Regions from separate parts of the Oryctolagus cuniculus genome. Here region 2 is linked to region 1. Evidence: chromatin contacts called from public Hi-C data. All regions are on one chromosome and are shown on one strand. The core of a region is the stretch at or near the end of the contact, and the rest is flanking DNA. Distances in the headings are between cores, read along the strand shown.

Region 1 (3,066 bases), core at 221-2,720:
GCCCCCGAAGCCCGGCCGCGCCCGGGCCGGAGCTCCCCTCATACTCTCCTCCTCAGACTACCCAGAACATCCAGAGATCAGCAACAGTCCCCTCCCTCGGCCCCCCTCCCCCAGGAGGCGGAGGCGGAGGCGGAGGCGGCGGCGGCCGGGCTCCGCCCTCTCCTCCTGTGAACGCCCGCCCCGCCCAGCCGTTCTCGCGAGATAACGACCACCCCCGAGATTGAGGCCGCGGTGCGTCACGGCTGCCCTCACCCAGGAAAAGGGGCTTCAGGCCACTCTAGCCAAGCTCTTAATTCTCTATGGATGGAAGAGCAGTAGAGAAAGAAGCCGCTGGGAGGTGTAGTCTCGTTCACGCGTCTCGGGTCAAAGGAAGCCAAGAGCTGATGTGCGGCGTCATCTTTAGTTGGGGCACGGAAGGCCCGAAAAGCCCATTTTAACTACGGGCCTCCAATAGTCCGAGCGATGGGGCATGAGAGAGCGAGTGCAGCTTCACTTTCCCTACTCCAACATGGCTTCGAGGGCAGGAAGGAGAAGGCGGAGGGGCCCGCTCGGCCCCGCCCACACGGCGGGGCGAGCCAATCGCGGCGGGCCGCTCCTCCTGCGCAAGCGCGCTGCCGGCGGGGCGCTGGGCGGCCTCGGTGAGGCAATCCCTCTGACACCTGTTGCCATGACTCCTCCTCCCGCTCCCTCCGCGGAGGGCAGGAGGCGGGCCTGGGCGGGCTGTCCCGCAGCCTCCGCCCCCTGAGCCCTCTCCGGGCGCGGGCCGCTGGCTGGTTTGCCCGGGGGCAAGCGAGCCGCGGCGAAGGGCACCCTGGTGGAAAGCGGACGCGAGGCGCTGTGGCAAGGGAGAGGGACGAGCTGCCCTTCGTTGTCAGCCAGGAGCGAGGACACAGCAACGCTCCCATCCGGCTGCCCGCGATCACTCGGCGGCCGACATGTCAGCCGCCGGCGCCCGAGGCCTGCGGGCCACCTACCACCGGCTCCTGGATAAAGTGGAGCTGATGCTGCCCGAGAAACTGAGACCGTTGTACAACCACCCGGCAGGTAATGGCCCCAGCCTGGCTCCCCCACGAGACCTTTTCTCCTCCCTCCAAAAGGCGCCTTTCAGAGACCCGCCGGTACCTGTGCTGCTGGCGACATCCCGCAGCGCCAGCCCCTGTCCGCCCTCTGCGTTTCACCTTCTGTCATCCCGCGGCTCCCCCGACCGCGGGAGGCGTGCAGGCGGCGCCCTTCCGGACCTCTCTCTCTGTGGCGCCGCTGCAGCCCGGCCCCGGCCTCCACATCTGGCCGCCTCCACGCCGGCAGCCGCGGGAGAGCCTCGCCTCGCCGCGCCGCCGTGGGCCCCGCGCGCCGCGGTGTGGGAGTGTCGCCCCGCAGGGTGCGGAGCAGAGGTCGTGGGCCCGCGTGCCTCAGTCTGCCCCCAGGTGTGCCGGTCGGACCCGGGCGTGAGTCCCCTTTCCCGTTTGCCATAGGTGTGACCTTGGGCGGAATGGCAGATCTCTGCGCGGTGGATGCGGGAATGCCACGCTCCGCGTTCACTCTCCTGTCCCAGTGGGAAACAGGGTGCCCGTGGCTGAGCGAATAATGCCCACCCGGCTCTTTATTTCAGACCTCTGTATCCTGAGGTCTCCCCCAAGCTCAGCACACGAGAAACTGTGTTTTGAATGGGAAGATGGAAGTGCCCCCCTCCCCAAAAGTGGCTTTCCCCCCTGCTTGGTAAATCTATAGTCCCCAGTCGGTGTCCGGGGTCCCCCCCGCTTCTCTGACTCCGCAGCCGCCCTCCGGAGTCTGAGCTAGTTACTAAGTCTGATTTCCAGTTAGATAACGAAGTGAACTACACCTTCAGACCGTAGCTTAACCCTTAATGTTGCCTACTGCAAGACGAAATACACCATAAAACGGCTCTTCACGGGGACATGGTGATTAATGAAGTTCATTTACCTCTTAGTTTTTTTATATAGCAGTCGATTTGGGGGGATAGTGCTGTGTTTTGTGGCCAAGGTTTTTCAGAGGGAGGATTGGGCTCTGCTTCGTAATCATCAGGGCATTACGGAGTCCTCTGAATAGTGTGGAGTTAGCTCCGACCTTCCTAAGCTCTGGGTAGAGGAGAAACAGTTCTGAACACCTTAATAGGGAAAGGGAAGGTAGTCTCCATTGTTCTTGTCCAAAGGCTTCGCTTGTGGCTGCCTGTAATTTTTGCTTGGAACACTTGCTCCACTTTCAGAATAAGAGCAGATTGTGTGCATTTCATCTGGGCACACTTGGGTTGGTCTGGGTATTTTAATCCCATTTCAGTGTGGTAGAAGGAACACAGGCGTAGAAACCAAACAGACCTAGGTTTGAGTCTTGGCTATGTGACCTTGACCTTACATTCCCAAGTCTTAGTTTTCTAGTCTGTAAAATGGGGATGATAATTATGACCTTTTAAGGACTCTCTCGCAAGGGTTCAGTGATATGGCTGTCATGCTTGCACTTTCACTGGCAACAAAAGTTAATTCCTCACTGCAGACTTATGTATGCTGAAGAGTTGTAGGCACTCCAATTTTTTAAATAAAGAAGTATGATAAAAATAACTGCTGACTCATTGGTATTGAGTAAAATCTGAGGAAATGCTAATTATTGCTCCAGTAGTTGTCCAGAGTGAATATTTAAGGATTTTGCATACTGTTTTACATAACAATGTTTGCTGTTGAATCATTGTTTAAACTTGAGACTAGATTCACCTATCAGGCATTTTTAAAGGATATGCTCCCCGCCTAGTAACTGAACTCCAACCTCATTGTCAAGGTTTTTTTCCTTCAAAATTGTGCTTAAAAACCCCAGTGCCTCGGGGCCCTTTGGGTTTTTTTCCTCTCTTGGAGCCCCCCTCCATGCCACTCTGGCTGGAGGTCTTTGAGTCTAATAAATGTTTTTAAATCTCAGAATATATATATATATATGGAATGGTAAAATACTAAGGGTCAGAACTCAAACATTACTGATTTATAAATTTTTTTTGAGATTTTATTTTATCACTGACAAGTTATGTCTAGACAGGTAACAAGAATATGTTTTGGGGGCTGGTGC
Region 2 (3,066 bases), core at 222-2,721, 110 kb after region 1:
GCCGCCTGGGCCATCTCGGGAGTGAACTGGCAGATGGAAGACCTCTGTCTTTCTCTGCTTCTGCCTCTCTGTAACTCTGCCTTCCAAATAAATAAATAAATCTTTAAAAAAAAATGCCCAACCACTTGAGCCATCACCAGCGCCTCCCAAGGTACACAGTGGTGGGAAACTGGACTTGGTAACAGAGCTGGAACTCAAACCACGGGTGGCATCTTAAGCGCCAGACCAAATGGCCAACTCAGATTAAAGGTTTTTTTTTTTTTTTAATTATTTATTTATTATTTGAGAGAGAAGGAGAGAGAGAGAGAGAGAAATCTTCCATCTACTTGCCGGCTCACTCTCCAAATGCTCATAGCAGCCAGAGCTGGGCCAGTTCAAAGCTAGAAGCCTAGGACTCAATCTGGGCCTCCCCATATGGTTGGCAGGAACCCAAGTACTTCAGTCATCACCTGCTGCTTCCAAGGATGCGTATTAGCAGGAAGCTGGAATCAGAAGCAGAGCCAGGACTCAAAGCAAGCATGTAGGCATCCCACTGCGCCAAATGCCTGCCCCTAGACTAAAAGTTTTATTTCTTTATATTTAAAGATTTATTTGTTTTTTTTTAACTTTTATTTAATGAATATAAATTTCCAAAGTACAGCTTATGGATTACAATGGCTTCCCCCCCCCCATAACTTCCCTCCTACCCGCAACCCTCCCCTTGTTTGAAAGGTAGAATGAGAGAGACAAAGTGGGGGTGGGGGCAGAGTGTGTGTGTGTGTGAGAGAGAGAGAGAGAGAGGGAGAGAGAGATCACCAAATGGCCGCAACAGCCAGGGATGGGTCAGATTGCAGCCAAGAGCCAGGAACTCCATTCTGGTGTCTCCCACATGGGTGGCAGGGGCTCCAGTACTTGGACCATTATCCACTGCCTCCCCAGGCACATTAGTAGGAATCTGCACTGAAGTGGAGCAGCCGGGACTCAGTATGGGATGCCAGCATTGCAAATGTGGCTTAACCTGCTGTGCCACAACTCTAGCCCTCAGACTAAATGTTTTAAATTCAAGTTTCATGGCCCTGTAGTCAGCCTTTGGGGGGGGGGGTGTTCATTAAAATATCTCCATTTCTCCACTAGAAACTGATGTTGCTTTCTGCAGGATTGTTAATTTGTAGTTATAGTTACTGCAGGCTGAATGAGTTAAGAAAATGCCACCTGCTGTAACTAACACCAGCATTTCAGTGGCTGAACACAATACTTGTAGAATGATAGTTTATTCTCTGCCCATGTAATAATCCCATGAACGTTTTGACAAATTAGTGTGCAGTTACATAGGGACCCAGCTTCTCCTCACTCACAGTTTTGCTGTCCCTTAGTGGCTCAGAATTATTTGCTTGCCTGTGGAAGGACAGGGTAGAGAGGACACAGGAATATCTCAGGACAGAGGTGACACATATCTGATCTGGTTCTAATATGGGGACTAACCACATGACTCCCGCTGAGGCAGTGGGTTGTGGGAAATGTAGTTCCTGGCTGGGCAGCAGCAACCCCATGTCCTGAAAAGGAAACTGGAGTCTTTGGTGGATACCACACACTTCCAGGAGCCATGCCACTCACTTGTTTGTTTATTTTCTAGCTGAGGAAGAGATCAAGATTTCCAGAGCCGGGATCCCTAAGAACTCTGAGTTATTTTCCGAAAACCTCAGGTACAGGCATACATCATTGTTTAGGGAGTAGATCACAAACGATTGCTGAATTTGACCCTCGAGCAGAAGCATCTGTCTGGTTGCTACTATTGGCCTCTTGGGTCCTAGTGGGCAAGTATGGGGGTGGGTGCATGGCCAGCAGTCTCTACATTGGGTTTTAGCATCTTGCTCTTTTGTTAGTTTTTAAAGCTTTTTTTCCTATTAAAAGCTGCCAGTTGCTCTTTGGCTAGTTTTTAAAGACATTTTCATATTAAAGGCCATACTGTATCTACCGGTTACTACCACTCTATGTCTGCATTTGAACAGCCCTGAAGAAATAGGGGAAAGGATCTTAGGGTTCTTTGACGTCATCCTAACGAAAATGAAGACGTCGAAGGAAGACATCATCCCTCTGGAATCCTGCCAGTGTGAGGAGATCCTAGAGATTGTCATCTTGCCTCTGGCCCAGCATTTCCTGGCTTTGGGAGAAAACAACAAGGCCTTGTATTACTTCCTAGAAATCACATCTGCGTATCTCACCCTGGGCGACAATTACATGGTAAGCTGTGCCTACTGCACCCCAGAACGTGCACCCACAGAGCCCCAAGGGAAGTTCCAAGGTGGCTTCATCGCTGCACGTCCTCACTTCCTGCCAGGCCCCTTTCCTGTGACGATCACATTGCTCGGAGGGGGAAATGATCTCAGACTCAGAAAAGGCAGTCGGGAAGAGCCACATTTAAAATACTGCTGCCTCGGGAACCTTGCCATGAGCCAAGGGGTCATATCTCATTCCCCAAATGATACAGGGAGACTCTGAGTGGCAGTGCGTCAGGTCTAAAATACCCTCCCTCAGTGACATCCGGGGGCACTTAGCCTCTGTCGTCTCCAAATACCCGTGAGCACGCAGTCCTCTTTCCAACAGTGCACAGCTGGTTTTAGTCTTGCGATGTCCCCAAGAGGCACACCCATTTTTCTCTTCACAAGATCTGTGCCCAGTTATCACACGTATCTGTACACCAGTGAAGCACGTGACTGTTTCTCTGTGGTAATTGTGAGTCAGGTGCCAGGGCAACACGCCCCTAGCTATGAGAGGATTGGCTACCATGAGGGGTCTTCAACGAGTTCACAGAAAATTCGTGTTATGAAAAAGCCAACTGCCAAACTTGTGGAGTTAACTGGGCTTGGGAAGGCACAGGTTTTAGAAAGTCGGCCCCCAGGGCTATCCACTTCTCTTCCTGGGACTCAACATGTTTTTGTATTAAAATAAGCTTAGCTTTTACTTCCACTTTTCGGCAACTTTTTATTTATTTATTTATTTTTATTTTTTGACAGGCAGAGTGGACAGTGAGAGAGAGAGACAGAGAGAAAGGTCTTCCTTTTGGCCATTGGTTCACCCTCCAATGGC

What was found. A called contact is a pair of places that touch in the nucleus more often than the background predicts.
Region 2: a contact with region 1 is called in a Hi-C map of psoas muscle, with 3 times the contacts expected there. The contact joins the enhancer-like site here to the promoter of DCAF6 in region 1. A contact is called at or near these places in 2 of 6 Hi-C or Micro-C datasets (liver and psoas muscle).

The regions. Positions count from the first base shown.
Region 1 is chr7:30,796,018-30,799,083 of mOryCun1.1, forward strand. It overlaps DCAF6 (DDB1 and CUL4 associated factor 6), which reads right to left and starts at 1,471. Exons shown (of 22, transcript XM_070077388.1): 1 at 1,123-1,471. It overlaps MPC2 (mitochondrial pyruvate carrier 2), which reads left to right and starts at 628. Exons shown (of 5, transcript XM_002715737.5): 1 at 628-1,044. The coding sequence starts at 936.
Region 2 is chr7:30,901,035-30,904,100 of mOryCun1.1, forward strand. It overlaps ADCY10 (adenylate cyclase 10), which reads left to right. Exons shown (of 33, transcript NM_001082153.1): 22 at 1,613-1,682; 23 at 1,989-2,220. Among named protein-coding and RNA genes, the nearest start is that of ADCY10, 76 kb to the left of the region's middle. Within about 2 kb of position 1,472, at least 2 of the 8 cell types and tissues checked have an H3K27ac peak or open chromatin away from gene starts, as enhancers often do.